Regions from separate parts of the Zea mays genome. Here all the other regions are linked to region 1. Evidence: chromatin contacts called from public Hi-C data. All regions are on one chromosome and are shown on one strand. Each heading gives the region's core, a stretch centred on a gene start, on an enhancer-like site or on the middle of the called end of the contact. The rest is flanking DNA. Distances are from core to core; before and after follow the strand shown.

The links. A called contact is a pair of places that touch in the nucleus more often than the background predicts.
Region 2: a Hi-C map of tassel shows a contact between it and region 1, with 4 times the contacts expected there. The contact joins the promoter of LOC541903 here to the promoter of LOC103635290 in region 1. A contact is called at or near these places in 6 of 25 Hi-C or Micro-C datasets (bundle sheath, ear, leaf and 2 more).
Region 3: a Hi-C map of tassel shows a contact between it and region 1, with 3 times the contacts expected there. The contact joins the promoter of LOC103635286 here to the promoter of LOC103635290 in region 1. A contact is called at or near these places in 2 of 25 Hi-C or Micro-C datasets (ear and tassel).

The regions. Positions count from the first base shown.
Region 1 is chr8:64,787,727-64,792,584 of Zm-B73-REFERENCE-NAM-5.0, reverse strand. LOC103635290 (phosphatidylinositol/phosphatidylcholine transfer protein SFH6) reads right to left here and starts at 2,743. Exons shown (of 14, transcript XM_020542484.2): 1 at 2,558-2,743; 2 at 2,377-2,465; 3 at 1,131-1,422; 4 at 800-896; 5 at 258-335; 6 at 1-34. The coding sequence starts at 2,410. LOC103636978 (protein TIFY 11b) reads left to right here and starts at 4,012. Exons shown (of 3, transcript XM_020542998.1): 1 at 4,012-4,134. The coding sequence starts at 4,012.
Region 2 is chr8:64,328,008-64,332,865 of Zm-B73-REFERENCE-NAM-5.0, reverse strand. It overlaps LOC541903 (farnesyl pyrophosphate synthase 1), which reads left to right and starts at 2,228. Exons shown (of 12, transcript NM_001111569.1): 1 at 2,228-2,484; 2 at 3,089-3,113; 3 at 3,199-3,314; 4 at 3,406-3,492; 5 at 3,615-3,731; 6 at 3,818-3,906; 7 at 4,105-4,156; 8 at 4,261-4,356; 9 at 4,420-4,464; 10 at 4,569-4,658; 11 at 4,735-4,806. The coding sequence starts at 2,350.
Region 3 is chr8:65,067,343-65,072,200 of Zm-B73-REFERENCE-NAM-5.0, reverse strand. It overlaps LOC103635286 (ABC transporter B family member 11), which reads right to left and starts at 2,873. Exons shown (of 12, transcript XM_020542518.3): 1 at 2,545-2,873; 2 at 2,239-2,293; 3 at 1,584-1,759; 4 at 1,079-1,300; 5 at 764-1,002; 6 at 51-573. The coding sequence starts at 2,820. It overlaps LOC100193360, which reads left to right. Exons shown (of 4, transcript NM_001363338.1): 3 at 1,543-1,762; 4 at 2,506-3,120. The coding sequence starts at 1,751. The coding sequence ends at 2,907.

The DNA.
Region 1 (4,858 bases), core at 1,494-3,993:
GGCCCGCATTAATTATATACATCTGGCACAATGTCTGTAACAGCATCCAAAATGGGAAATGAGTGTGATGCCCCCTCAAAAAACACATCCAGAATACATTAGGGATTGTAAAGTTAGGCCAAGATAAACATAGTGCCAAGAAGGAAGTATATTTCTTCTTTTTGATTTTTTTAATCTATTAATGGAAATATTATTTGAAAACAATCAAGATGTTGGAACAAAACTTGTCATTCAGGATCCTTGACAGTGTTACCAACCTCTGGGTAGTTATCGTTGTCGATCTTCTGTAATCGTGTGATTAATTCCCTGGCAGATTTTGAGAAGTTCTTGAAACCCTTAATTTACAAAGAAATAAAGAACAAAGCATTAATTCTTAGTAATGTGGATTTATATGTAAACAACAATATTTAGCTATCATATAATGCAGCATACCACGCCTTGCACATCAAAAATAGAAGTCGACGAATCTATGTGCTTTTTTGCAGCAATGGAGCAAGCAGGAAATCTCATCTGGAAGCACCTCTCAAATTCCTTGACATGGTATTTCACATACCGATCTAGAGTTGTCACTTGTACTAGCTTGTTCGCATCAACTTTCCCTATTAATTCTATGTAGACAGGTCTTCCCTCTTTATCTACCCCATGATAAAATTGTGGGTAATACTTTTTAACTTCATCTAACTCGGCGTACTCAAATTCCTGAGTTATAGAACCAAGAAGGGTTAAAATATAGAGGTTACTCTGAGAAAGATTGATAACTATGAAATATTATGGTATGCTAATTTAACTTCAGCTTTACCTCTATTTTGTCAACCCCGAATTCCTTCCTCCATTTAAGCATGTCTGACCACATATTCTTAGCTTTCTCAACATCAAATTTCCGTGCTTTTAGGAATCTGCAATGCAAATGAGAATCCCAGCCCAGTCAACTAGGATGGCGACCACTTTCTTCCAATCATGGCCTCTCAAGCACATGTACAAAGTTTTGTGTGTGGCTATTAGAAAGGTATGAAAATGGAAGAATATATGCAGCATAAATAGAAATCAAAACCTTGCGAACAAGAAACTTCCTGTCTTTTGAAGGTTATTCAAAAGAAAAGAAAAAAAACTGTGAACACGAAATGTTGTACCTTAACATCATGTGATAATCGTCATGCTGTGGCGGCAGCAAATCCTCGTCAATTAAGCATTGTCGAAATGTCTCAACATCTTGAAGTTCTTTAATGTCCCTTATATCCTTGATGGAATCCCCCCTTTCGGTCTTCTTTTTGCTTCTCCTTCTCAGGGAATGCCTGAATTTGTTCCCCGCGTTAATTGCTTTTTTCTTGAAAGATCCGATCTTAGTCTTCTTATCTCCTTCTGAGTTGTCTGCATCAGATCTGCTCTCTTTCCTTTCATCGTTATGTACAAACCCTTCAAAACCTGCAAAGGCTGTCTCAGTTTTCCATCTCAAAATCCAAGCAAAGAGCTATTTTTGTTCCGTAGCAGCAGTTACTCTTAGGTGGGTTAGACTAGACAGAAAATTGTGCTTTACAATGAGAAGCTAGAACTGCAACCTGTCTATTAGATGAATGCTAAACCAGAGGCGCTCTGAGAGATGTTAATATCGGTATGAACAGACCTTCATAGACACAAAGAGTACATGGTAATAAACTAATAATAGTTGAGGCATTGAGTGGTTGAATGATTTATGAACTTGTTAATTTGCACATGTTACAACATTGCTATATGTCGATTATCTGCATTAACTCAGCTTCAAGCATAAGGTTTAAGCCCTCTAAAGAGCATCTCCATTCTCCAACAAGGTGTCTCAAAATAATGCCCAAAAATTTAAACACTACATTATTTAAAGTGTTTAGGCCACTAAAAATAAATTGAGCTCCAACATTTAGACCCTAAATCATGTATTTTAGGAAGTATATTACATTATTATGAACGAAAATGTCGAGAATGATGTAGAAAATAAGTATAGAGCACTAACCGGGTTGTAATATATTTGGATCACTTTATGGTGTGCCCTATATTTGTTTGATAAAAATTTATAAAACAAAGCACTGTTTTTATGAGTTGAGCTCTATATTTCAAGATAGAGCACTGATTTAAGACACTGTTGTAGATGGGGAACAGGCACAGCTTAGGCAGTTGGTAAACAATCTACTTCTGTATTAAGATTTTTTTTTCAAAAACAAAGTACGTTGGATTTTTTTTCCTAGCCCCCGAACCTATAAGGCTATAACCATGCAGGAACACTATTACCCAAACAGAACTCCCTCAATTTGAAAGAAACAAGGAAGAACAAGATGAACCAATAGCACGCGCTAATTCGTCGGGAATCGATTGGTTGCGTCCCAACGGGAAGAAGCACTTCATACTCACATGGCCTAGCAAGTCGGTCGAGGGGGGCTGACATCCCGTCTGCCGATGCCAGAATCGGTCCCCGGAACAAACCCCAAGTTCAGAATCCCCTGCAACCGGCCATTCGGGAGAAAAACACTGATTGATGAACCGTGAACGGTGCACCAGAAGTCGAAATTTTTAACAGCCCCTTTCTTCTTACCTGTTCCAATTTGGATATCGGGAGCCGGTGGTTTTGTCCACGAGGAGAGCCGAGAGCGCCTGCCTCTGCCAGTCTGCCGCTCTGCTTTTCAATGGGTGGCGGTGGAGGTGGAGGTTGGGGTGGGGCGAGGGAGATGCTGCGAGGTCCCGGTCACTTCCCGAGTGGACCCGGCTCATGCACCCGGACCAGCCGAACGGTTGAGCTGTGCCCATGGACCTTATTCGGTGTGTCTGGTAGGCTCGTTTACATTTGGATTCGGAGGCGCGTGCCCTGGGCCTGGCACGATTTCTGTGGGGACCACGGAACAGTGGCCGTGAACCGTAGACCGCGTTCAAGGAGAGTGTGCCGGTGATGTGACGCGTGGAGGAGGGGTTGGCCAGGTCGGACTGGAGATTAATGGTTTCGTTTGGTTGGAGGAGTTGGACAAACTCCTCTCTCGGCACTCTGAGCTCCGCTGGTGGTTCCGTGATTATTTTTAGGGAATGGAAACCTTTTGCCGTCTCTCTTGATCAGTTGCGGCTGCTGCATGCCATGTTTTTAGTTTACCAAAGAGGAAGTGACTAGACAAATAATCTGGTCTGGATTTCGTGGCTACAAGAACAAGAAACCTTTTCGGACATACTCTATGTTACAGTATGTCTTTATATAATGGTGGAGTAGCCTGTTCCTGACCAGACCAAGAAAAACAACGCTAATATCTCAGCCCGGCACATTAAATGTATGTAACTATTGTAGTATTCGCAGCCGCAGCCGTAAACGGATTAAAGATGCAGCAAACCGATACATATTTGAAACTCTAATGGAACTACGGTTAAACAATAGCAGTAAATTTCGTGCTGGGATGCATAGTATCAGCAGTAGTACGCAGTCAGTAACTGCCAGTAGCACAGTGCAGTAGCCCGCCAAGTGCCATTGTGCTCTCTCTTCACTGTCCTGTGTTTTTTTCTGCTGGCATTCATGGCATCAATCAGAAACAGTGGCCAAACAAATTGGCACATCGATGGGGTCGGCACCGAGGGAACTTTCTGTCCATGTCTACGCATCCGATCCGCTAGCTACGCTACCTCTGCCTGAATATCTTTAGTTGTTACACTGATTGCAAAACACCCGTGAGCCATGCTAATTAAAGCGGCTTTGGCTGTCATCGCATCACACGGGAACGGGGCTGTTGGCGAATCAAACAGGTTCGTAGCGTGATCTGATGAAAACCTGAAGGACGAAAGGATTAAAGAGAGCATGCGCCTATATATATATATATATATATATATATATATATATATATATATATATATATATATATATATATATATATATATATATATATATATATATATATATATATATATATATATATATATATATATATACGGCGGCACTAAAATGCACCTGGGTGCATTCTCTATATTGAATGCACCCACCTGCAATAACATCTCGAGCACGTCTCGGCCTCCTGTATGCGCGTCTTCCTGCCCCCCGCCGCCGCGCGCCACCCTCTCCCTCACCGCCGCCGAGTGCCACCCTCTCCCCCACCGCCGCCGAGCGCCACCCTCTTCCCCACCGCCGCCGAGCGCCTCCCTGTCCCCGCGCCGTCGCGTGCCTCCCTGTCCCCGCGCCGCCGCGCGCCTCTCTGTCAGCGCGCCTCCATGTCCCTCGCATTAGGTGTGATTGCAACTGTTGTACAATTCTACCCAAATATCTGTTAAAAATGTAAACACAATGATTGCAACTGCTGGTGTGTTGTAATTGCAACTGCTGGTGTGGTGTGGATGCAACTGCTGAATTGCTCTGATGTGATTGCAAGTACTGAATAACTCTGAAAATTTTGTTAAAAAAATATGATTGCAACTGCTGGTCTGGTGTAATTGCAACTGCTGGTCTGGTGTGATTGCAACTTCTATATAACTATGTCCAAAATTTTGTTAAACAAACAATGATTGCAACTGCTGTCTGGTGTAATTGCAACTGTTGGTCTGGTGTGATTGCAACTTCTTTATAACTATGTTCAAAAATTTGTTAAACAAACAATGATTGCAACTGTTGTCTGGTGTAATTGCAACTGCTGGTCTGGTGTGATTGCAACTTCTATATAACTATGTCCAAAAATCTGTTAAACAAACAATGATTGCAACTGTTGTCTGGTGTGATTGCAACTGCTTTCTAGTGTAATTGCAACTGCTGGTCTGGTGTGATTCCAACTTCTATATAACTATGTCCAAAAATCTGTTAAACAAAACAATGATTGCAACTACTGTCTGGTGTAATTGCAACTGCTGGTCTGATGTGATTGCAACTTATGTGAAG
Region 2 (4,858 bases), core at 979-3,478, 460 kb after region 1:
AAATGCAATTCCAACCAACTCTCATGCTCACAACTTTCTGTGTGCGTGTTAAGCCATTGTTTTTAGTAGGTTCCAAAGCAAGCGAAGTCATTAGTAGAAAAAACGCTTCAACTATGGGCTTGCTTTCGTGTAGATGGAGTTAGACTCACCGAGAATAATAAAATACAATTCCAACCAACTCTCTTGCCCACAGTTTTCTGTATGCGTGTTGAGCCACTATTTTTTTGGTACGTTGCAAAGTAAAGTCACCGATAAACAAACACGGCAAAACACGCTTTAACTTTCGACTTGCTTTCGTATCGATAGAGTTGGACTCGCTAAAGATAATAAAATGAAATTTCAACCAACTCTCATGCTCACAACTTTGCGTGTGCATGTTGAGCCATTGTTTCTTAGTAGGTTGCAAAGCAAGCAAAGCCATTAGTACAAAAATCGTTTCGACTACTAGCTTGCTTTCGTGCCAACTGAGTAAGACCCGGTGAGAATAATAAAATACAATTCCAACCAACTCCCTTGCCCACAGGTTTTTTTTGCGCAACTGGTTTTGACAGGTTGTGAAGTAAGCGAATTCATCAGTTATCAACACATAGCTCGCTTTCGTATCGATAGAGTTGGACTCACCGAGGATAATAAAGTGTAGTTCCATCCAACTCTCGTGCTCACGGCTCTCTCTGTGTGCATGATGATCTACTGTTTTTTTTTGGGTAGATTGCAAAGCAAGTGAAATCATCGAATATCAATTAAAAAACGCTTCAACTTTTAGTTCGCTTTCTTACCAACGAAGTTAGACTCAACGAGAACAATAAAATGCAATTCCAACCAACTATCATATGCTCACGACTCTGTGTAGATGTTGATCTAATGTTTTTTAGTAGATTGCAAAGTAAGTGAAGTAATCAGTATAACAAAAACAAAATTTTAAAAAAAATTACGACGTGCTTTCGTCGTGGAGTTGGACTCAGTAAAAATAGCAAACTATAATTTCATTGATTCTCTTGCTCATGACTTTCTGTTTTACGTGTTGAGCCACGGCTACGTAAACACGGTACACCCAGGTTAGTACTATTAACATAATATTTGTTGGATTTATTGCGCCGAGTAATGGGATAAACACGGTTGCATGCGTTTAGTTTTCGTCATGCATCCATCAAGGATGGCAAGTAAAAAATAGCACTTGTCTTTTGTACCAACGATGCCACCACATGACAGAGCAAGTAAAGCTCCATCACAACCGCATCAATCCGATCCTTTGATACCTAATCACGTGACGATCCAGCGCTCCAGCTTATTGCCAATTGCCATTCAGACTGGAGAAGCGGCGCTATAGACTAGTAAGAGCAACTCCAATAGTTCTCTAAACAACTCTCTAAATCTTAAATTTAAGAAGTAAACAGAAAAATGCTTCTCCAATGGTTCTCTAAATAGACTTGCTAAATTTACTTAGTTGCTATTCAACTCTATTTACTCTCCACATTTAGCAACTCGGTAGGAACTCCCTAAATACAGTTGACGTCAATTTCTTCACACTAACGTGATTATTTTTCCCTTTCCCACACAGTGAGATAGCCAGGTATAGCACGCTCTTTTTTCATTTTCTAGCATAATGAGGTAGCTAGGTCAAACACGTATGACGCAAGTTTCTCCTTCACCGTCGAACCCAACTTCCTCATAGGTTGAGCCACCGGACCACCACTCATCCATAGTTCATATCGACCGGCCTTTTTTCTTCCGCTCTCACATCATCTGCTCTCAACCTTATTATCAGGCAGATCTCATAGAGGTAGGGCCGCTAAAGCTAGATTCAAAATCGAACTACTTCCTAAATATGAGCAACTATTGGAGACTAAGTTATTTTTTACTTCCAATAGCTATTTAGCAACTTGCTAAACATGATTTTAGCAAGCTATTTTTTAGAGAACTACTGGAGTTGCTCTAATAGGCTATAGCAGCGAATCAGCCCACCAAACCCACCCGCGTGCCGGAAACTATAAACAAACGGATAACCTGAAGTGGGCCCCAGGTCGCAGCAGCACCACCAGATCTGGATCCAAACGGCGGCTCTGTTTCGTGCGCTGTCCCGTCTCCCTCCGTCTCGTCAGCTTCGTGCCGTGCCCGTGCGAGCCGCTGCCAACCCGCTCCAGCTTTGCCCGTTGCCGTGGCCGTCCCGTCCGGCCGTCCCTAGAAAAGGCCGCGTCCCACGTTGCCTTGGTTCCCCCACCCTGCTGTCTCCCTCCCTCCTTCCTTCCTTCCCCGCCACTGCGCAGCGCGAGTGCGGCGACAGCCAGTCACACACTCACACTCCCTCGACCGCTCTCGGCCCCGTCCGCGTCGCCGCAGGGCGAGGAGGCAATGGCGGCGGGCGGGAATGGCGCCGGCGGGGACACCAGGGCGGCCTTCGCGCGGATCTACAAGACGCTCAAGGAGGAGCTGCTCACCGACCCGGCCTTCGAGTTCACCGAGGAGTCACGCCAGTGGATCGACCGCGTAACGATCCCTCTCTCTCTCTCTCTCGCTGTCGCTGTGCCGTCCTTCCTTCCTTTTTCTGTTCCTGTTTCCTGGCTTGATCCTTGTGGCGTGCGCCGTGCGGTGCGGGGGCTCCCTGTGCCGTCCGTCACCGTGGCCCAGCCCGGATCGGTGGGCTAGCCTCTCTCATGTTTGTCCGGCGCCGGGTTCTCGTTGAACAGAAATTACTTTTGCTTACCGCGTGCGCGTGGGCATATAGAATAAATGAAGAAAGCGCTGGATCATGGGTGAATTAATGTCCCATGGGAGCAGCTTGTTACTGCTGTACTAGTACGTTTACGTGGGCACTGAGTGGAACTGGAACTTCCACTTGGGTTGGGTACTTGGGTTGACGGGCTCTGCTTTCGGAAATCCAACTGCTGCCAAAACAGAGCAGAGCTTATGATTATGTAGGCTCTGCAGTTAAACCCAAACCACGGTACAGGTGATTTAATGACAATATAGGCACTTAATTAAGTGGATCTTGTGAGTTTTAGCAGGCTCTTTACTCTTTCTTCTGTCAGCTAGTGCTTTTCACGTGCAATGCTGATATATGAAATTTCTCTATCTCCCTCCCTTCAAACAGATGGTTGACTACAATGTACTCGGAGGTGAGGAGATGATTCCGAATTACTACTTACTTTTACATTATACGAAGAAAAACACTTCTGATGCATAACTGCTGTCCAATGACAGGCAAGTGTAACCGTGGGCTCTCTGTGGTCGACAGCTACAAGCTGCTCAAGGGCGCTGATGCTCTGGGCGAGGAGGAAACGTTCCTTGCTTGCACCCTCGGCTGGTGCATTGAATGGGTATTTTTTTTTTTGTCCCCCACTGTTGCCAGGAAAAATGCCAGTCAAGGAACTGAGAGTGGCTCATCTAAGTTCGCTCGTCGTATTTCAGCTTCAGGCTTTCTTTCTTGTGCTTGATGATATCATGGATGACTCTCACACTCGTCGCGGCCAGCCTTGCTGGTTCAGGGTGCCTCAGGTTAGTCTTACTGAATACCAAAGCATTTCTCTGTTTTTTCCCCTGTGTAGTTACTTCGGTGCAGAGAAATTTCGAATTCTCTTTTTCAAGTGATAGCTAAGGGTGGATTTCGTTTGAAATAGGTTGGCTTAATTGCTGCGAATGACGGGATCATCCTTCGCAACCATATCTCACGGATCCTTCGGCGCCACTTTAAGGGCAAACCTTACTATGCTGATCTCCTTGATTTGTTCAATGAGGTAACTATATATTCTGAAGCACATCAATGTTTAGCTCAAGCTTTCAGGCTATTACTGGTCCTGATTATGTCGTTTTGTTTTCCTAGGTTGAGTTCAAGACAGCTTCAGGTCAGCTGCTGGACCTTATCACTACCCATGAGGGAGAAAAAGATCTAACAAAGTATAACATAACAGTGTAAGTTAATATGTAATGACTCTGGCAAAACATTCTTTTTTATTCCGTATGTTTTACCATGTGAAAACTAAAGTGTTCCTCTCACGTTATCAGTTTTAGCTTTAGAGAAATGTTCTTTATATAATAGCATTGCTATGGTAATTCTGATTCAGGACGTGCCTTTTATTTACTGATGGTTTCCTGCAACTGATTTTGCAGTCACGGTCGAATTGTTCAATACAAGACAGCCTATTATTCATTTTATCTGCCGGTAATTAACCTTTTTTAAACTTTTGCACATACTATTTTCATCTGACCCCCATCTAGATTATGAATACCACTTGAATGTGTTACTGACATGCTGCTTTATCAAAGGTTGCATGTGCCCTGCTGCTCTCTGGCGAGAATTTGGACAATTATGGTGATGTAGAGAACATCCTTGTTGAAATGGGAACATACTTTCAAGTCCAGGTAACACCTATTTTGCTCACAAGCATTAGTCTACTTAGTTTTAATATGATTGTTCTCTATCAGGATGACTATCTGGATTGTTATGGTGATCCTGAATTTATCGGCAAGGTTGGTGCATTTATCTATTTCAGTAACTTGAACTAGCATCTTTGGCGTACTTATTTTTTTTCTCTTAGCTATTGTGATTTGATCAATGTTAATTTCTAATATAGATTGGAACGGACATTGAAGATTACAAGTGCTCATGGCTAGTTGTGCAAGCCCTTGAGCGTGCTGATGAGAGCCAAAAGCGCATTCTATTTGTAAGTCGGCTGCAGACCTCTTTGAAACGATTAGAAGTTTGTTGTCTAAAGGTTTATACAATTGATGGCTCTGCAGGAAAATTATGGCAAGAAAGATCCAGCCTGTGTGGCAAAAGTGAAGAACCTCTACAAAGAACTTGACCTAGAGGTCTGTCTCTCTCTACCCTGGATGAAGCTTTCTGTTTATCTGTAGATCGTAA
Region 3 (4,858 bases), core at 1,624-4,123, 280 kb before region 1:
TTGTACATGACCGTGGCTTATTATTGTGTGGATCATGTTCATGTAAGTACATTAGGCAAGTTCTCAATGAATCCTGCATTTGCGAGCTCAGCTGCTTTCTTGATTTCTTCAAGGGTTGCATCCTCTTTTCCGTAGGTAATATTCTCCCTGATGGACGTCATGAAGAGCACTGGTTCCTGATTAACAAGGCCAATCTTGCCCCTTATCCATTCTAGCTTGAAACCTTTGATGTTCATCCCATCAATTAAAACTTCTCCAGCCTGTGGATCATAAAATCTCTCAACCAGATTGATCACAGTTGACTTCCCACTCCCACTCTCCCCAACTATAGCCATTGTTGTGCCACTTGATACATGCACTGAAAATCTATCAAATATGAGTTGATCTGGTCTGCTTGGGTAGCTGAAGAACACATCCTTCAATTCTACTTCACCCTTGATGTCTTCTAACACAATGCCAGTGTTATCCCCATAGTCAATTTCTGGTCTCCTCTTGATTGTTTTGAACAATCTGTAAGCTGCAACTCTTCCTTCCTCAAAGGAAGCTATGCAGGGGGTTGCATCACCTAAATTTCTATCTCAAACAGTTAAAAGAATTTCATATTAGCAGACAGATGTGATCTATTTTGTTGTGCTGAAGTACTAGAATATGATCCAAAGCAGATACCACTACTATAAGCTTCTTACGGGTAAAATGCTAGAACAAGGCATGCTATTTGTTGAATTATAACTATTAGAATGACATTTTCAGCATCAGTGCTCACCTTGCACCTATCATGATTGCAAACATTACATTTAGGATATCTGCTCCGCTGTATCCTTTAGTGAGGCTTAACTTGCTGCCATACCATATAATCAGTCCAAAGGCGGAAAAATATATAAATGAAAGTAAACCCATTCCAAAGCCTTGGACGATCCCTTCCTTGACTGCGCCATTGTATGCCTTCTTTATGAAATTGTTGTACAGGGCAATGGCTTTCTTTTCACCGTTGAAGGAAGCCACCTGTTATTTACTATGATTACAAGTCAGTCACAAACTTATTATCTGTTGTGCATGATCAAGATAGCATAGGGCCTACCGTCCTTATGGAGCCAATTGTTTGTTCAACAGTATCACCTGCATCACTGTATGACGCCAGACCCTCGCTAGATATTTTGGATATCATCTTTGCGACAATCCCAGCAGCAACAACAAATGGAGGTATAGTAGAAAGCATAACAAGAGTTAGAAGCCACCCTTTGATGAACGCCAGCACAAACCCACCGAAGAAAGTTGTAATAAGCTGTACAAACTTGCCGACCTAAAGACCAAAGAATCGAGAATGTGAGTGTAAAAAACTAAATTAGAATGCAACCTACTGCAAAGTGCATGCTCAATTACATCAGAGTTTTACTTTTTACTAAAATTATTTGGTTCTGTGATATGGTCCCATCAGAAAATAGGAAGAAAATGAAACAAACAAAACAACCTTTTTCTATATGAAGGTTAGTTGGAGCGCCACTGGGGTAGCAGCTGATCAGTTTATTTGTTCTTTTGTATCAGATATAAAATCATTGAAGAAGATGCAAGGTTCATGTGCTTACCTTTTCACCAATAGCACCCTGGATTAGGGTCATGTCGGCAGATATGCTGGAGACTACTTGTCCAGTAGTCATTTCTACATCAAAGAATGGCATATCCTGTCTGAGGACCGACTTGAGATACAATGATCGAATACGAGTAGCCTGCCTCTCCCCAGTCATTGTCCAACATGATATCTCTGGTAAGCATTGGTGTTATGGTCGTGTATTTGCATTTGAGCGTTATTTAAGATACTAAGAATGATCAGTGGTATCCCGATTCTTAATGACCCACAAAAGTACTACCTGGCGATCTGATACTCAGATTTCTATTAATAGGTGTTGTACTATCACAAAAATATTACTCAGAAATGATTCCAAGTTCAAAAGTTGCCCATATTATATATATGTTAGGCTGTGTCTAGCAGATCATGCATAGGTTGTACAAAACACCTAGTAGATAGCACTGTTTATAGAGTGAAATTTGAAATGAGAGGTGAAATAGTGAATGAGATAGGAGAGCTGCTGCCTGCTGGAGATAGCCTTATGGATGGCCAAATAGGAGATGTTCACACTTATTGGTCGGGAGAGAATTATCCTTTTCAGCTTTTAGCAAGTCATCTTCTGGAGACTGACAACCATTTATCCACTTAAAGATGTGCATGACCGTTATACTTACGAATGAAAGAAGTGAACCCTGTTCCGATGGCCAAGTAAATGAAGTTCAGAGCTGCCTGAAAGAAAAGGCTAGCTATATCACTAGCGCATCCAATAACTAGCCAGGAAGATAACAAACAATTCTTCTTCTGTATAACTTACTGCAGTATCATTACTTGGATCTCTCTTTTTTTTTGTGAAAACAATTACCATTAGTACATATTACAAACTGAGGACAAATTTGTCGTCTGTTTTATAAGCAATCAATGGCTAATCCTCTATATAACAGGACTTGCAGACTATATATAGCTTGCATAGGGGGCAGTACCTTGCTGACTCGGGGAACAATGGTGTCCGGGGTGGCGCCCCCAAAGGCATCGACCATCTGCCCGAAGATGATCGTCATGACCACCATCGACATGCCGTTGCCCAGCGCCCCAACCATGCCGGCCAGCATCAGCAGAACGTCCGTTCTGTCGGCACACTTAAACATGCTGTGGAACGGAACCTTAGCCATTGTCACCATCTTCTCGCCACTCTCCTCCACTTTCCCACCCTTCACTGCATCGCCAGCGGAAGCTTTTACGACGCTTTCTTCTGCCATGTCGTGCTTGGCTGCCTAGCACCGGCTGGGTTCTCCCTGCTGCATATGGCTCCGGCTGCTCTGCTCTATGGAGAGTTCCTTTTGTAGTGCCGTTCTACAAGCAACTTGCTTTGCAGGAGCTGTTTGCCTGTTTTCTCGCTTTTTCTTTATGTTAGCTGGATTTGCAAGAACGATAATGGCACAGACAAGCGTCCAAACTGACTGACAGAGGTGCTGGGTTCACTGTGGAGTATCCCGTTGTACCGTAGTTGCTTGCAAGCATTTTTTTTAAAATTAATAATGTCGTGATCTGTTATCCTTAGCTTCAGTCGGCATTCGAGTCAAATCTGTTAGATTAGTTATGTTTGATGCGACGATCTGTCTCACACAGAAAGCAACGTCCGTTTGGAACCTTATTTCCTGGACGTAGCTCAAGCTGTCACTCCTGGTAATTTAGCAGGTGTTTGCATCGATCATAAGATGGCTAGGACATTTGTCTGAGTTTGCTCGGATGAGTCGGACGACACGACCGGGTCGTGCAGCTCTGCTAGCTGTCTGTTTTACAAGGAAACCGCTAGCTGCAGCCGAATTGCCGGCCTCGACTCTGTTTAAACGAATGCATAGGCGTTTACAAGTGTTTGGGGTTCTTGGTCTGAGGAGCCACAGCTTACAGCAGGCAGCACCACAACAACTGCCATGTCTCTACCATCCCAGGTGCGCAGGATGATATTCGCTGCTATGTATATCACATGCACAGTGCTTAACATGAAACTTTGTCGCATTTAAGTTCAAAACCTCAAGCTCGTTGCCATGACTGCGACCTTGCAGCCTGCAGGACGAGCCAAGTGCAAAATGGCAAGACCGCTTGACTGCTGGATCCTGGTTGAGGCGCCATGAGCATCAACCAACTGTCCACCTCACGAGCAACGTCCTGCTGACAATGGCCGCCACGTCGCTATTTGCCTACCTAGGATTCAAATTAATTTTTCTTTGCTAAAGATACTTGATATTATCACTTGTCAATACATGCATTATACATCTCTCTCTATTCTCAATATATGCGCTGTTGTGCGTACGTAGTTGAAAAAAGAAAACCATGCGATGGATGCTTGCGCCCTTGGGTTCGTTGGCATCAAATAATCATCAGCCTATAGATGTCCAAACCGGCGGCACGGCCCAGCCCGAGCCCGTTACAGCCATGCCCGTTTAAGTCCGGCACGAATAAGCCCGAACAGATAACCGGGCTGGGTCGTGCCACCCGACGGGCTGACTATACCAGCCGAGCACGGCACTGAATCAGCCCATCCGTGCCGGGCTGGCCCGGAAAGCATGGCCCATGAAGGAGCCTGTGCCAGCCCGAGCATGGCAAGTACACATTTGTAAATTCACACAGTTTACATTTGCACATGAACATAAATCACACAGTTTATGGCAAGTATACATAAATATGTATAAAGTTAAGTATACAGATTCACTTGCACATGCACAAATCAGAAATATAAAGATAAGTAATATAAAGGATTGGAGCTGTTTTGGCTGCCTCATTAAAACCTTTCTAGGTAAAAACTCACTCCTCGTGAAAAAACCCTAGAAAGGAAAAAAAAAAGTACATCCCAGCTCTGATTTAATAGTTCATGTCAAGGTTGTTCAGTTACATATTATAACTTACATCACCAGATTTCCAAATCAACAAAATGGAGTAGGAACTAGGAAGATAAAAGTCCTAAGGGTCACCAAGATAAAGTCCTTCAAATGCATCTTCAAGTTCTTGGTCCTGTGTACAGTGCTGACCTCTAGCTTCGTCAAGTTCCCAGTCTTTCATGCAAAGAAGCATCTCTACCATTTCTGGTGCTAGGCGCCTTCGTCGTTCCTCGATTATCCTGCCACATAGACTAAATGCAGATTCTGAGGATATAGTTGAAACAGGAACATAAATAACATCCCTAGCTAAGATGGAGAGAACATGATAGGACAACTTATGTTCATGCCACCAGTTTAGGATATTGAAGTCCTCATCAAACTTCTGCAAAGTGTCACTATCCAGGTAGGAGGACAACTG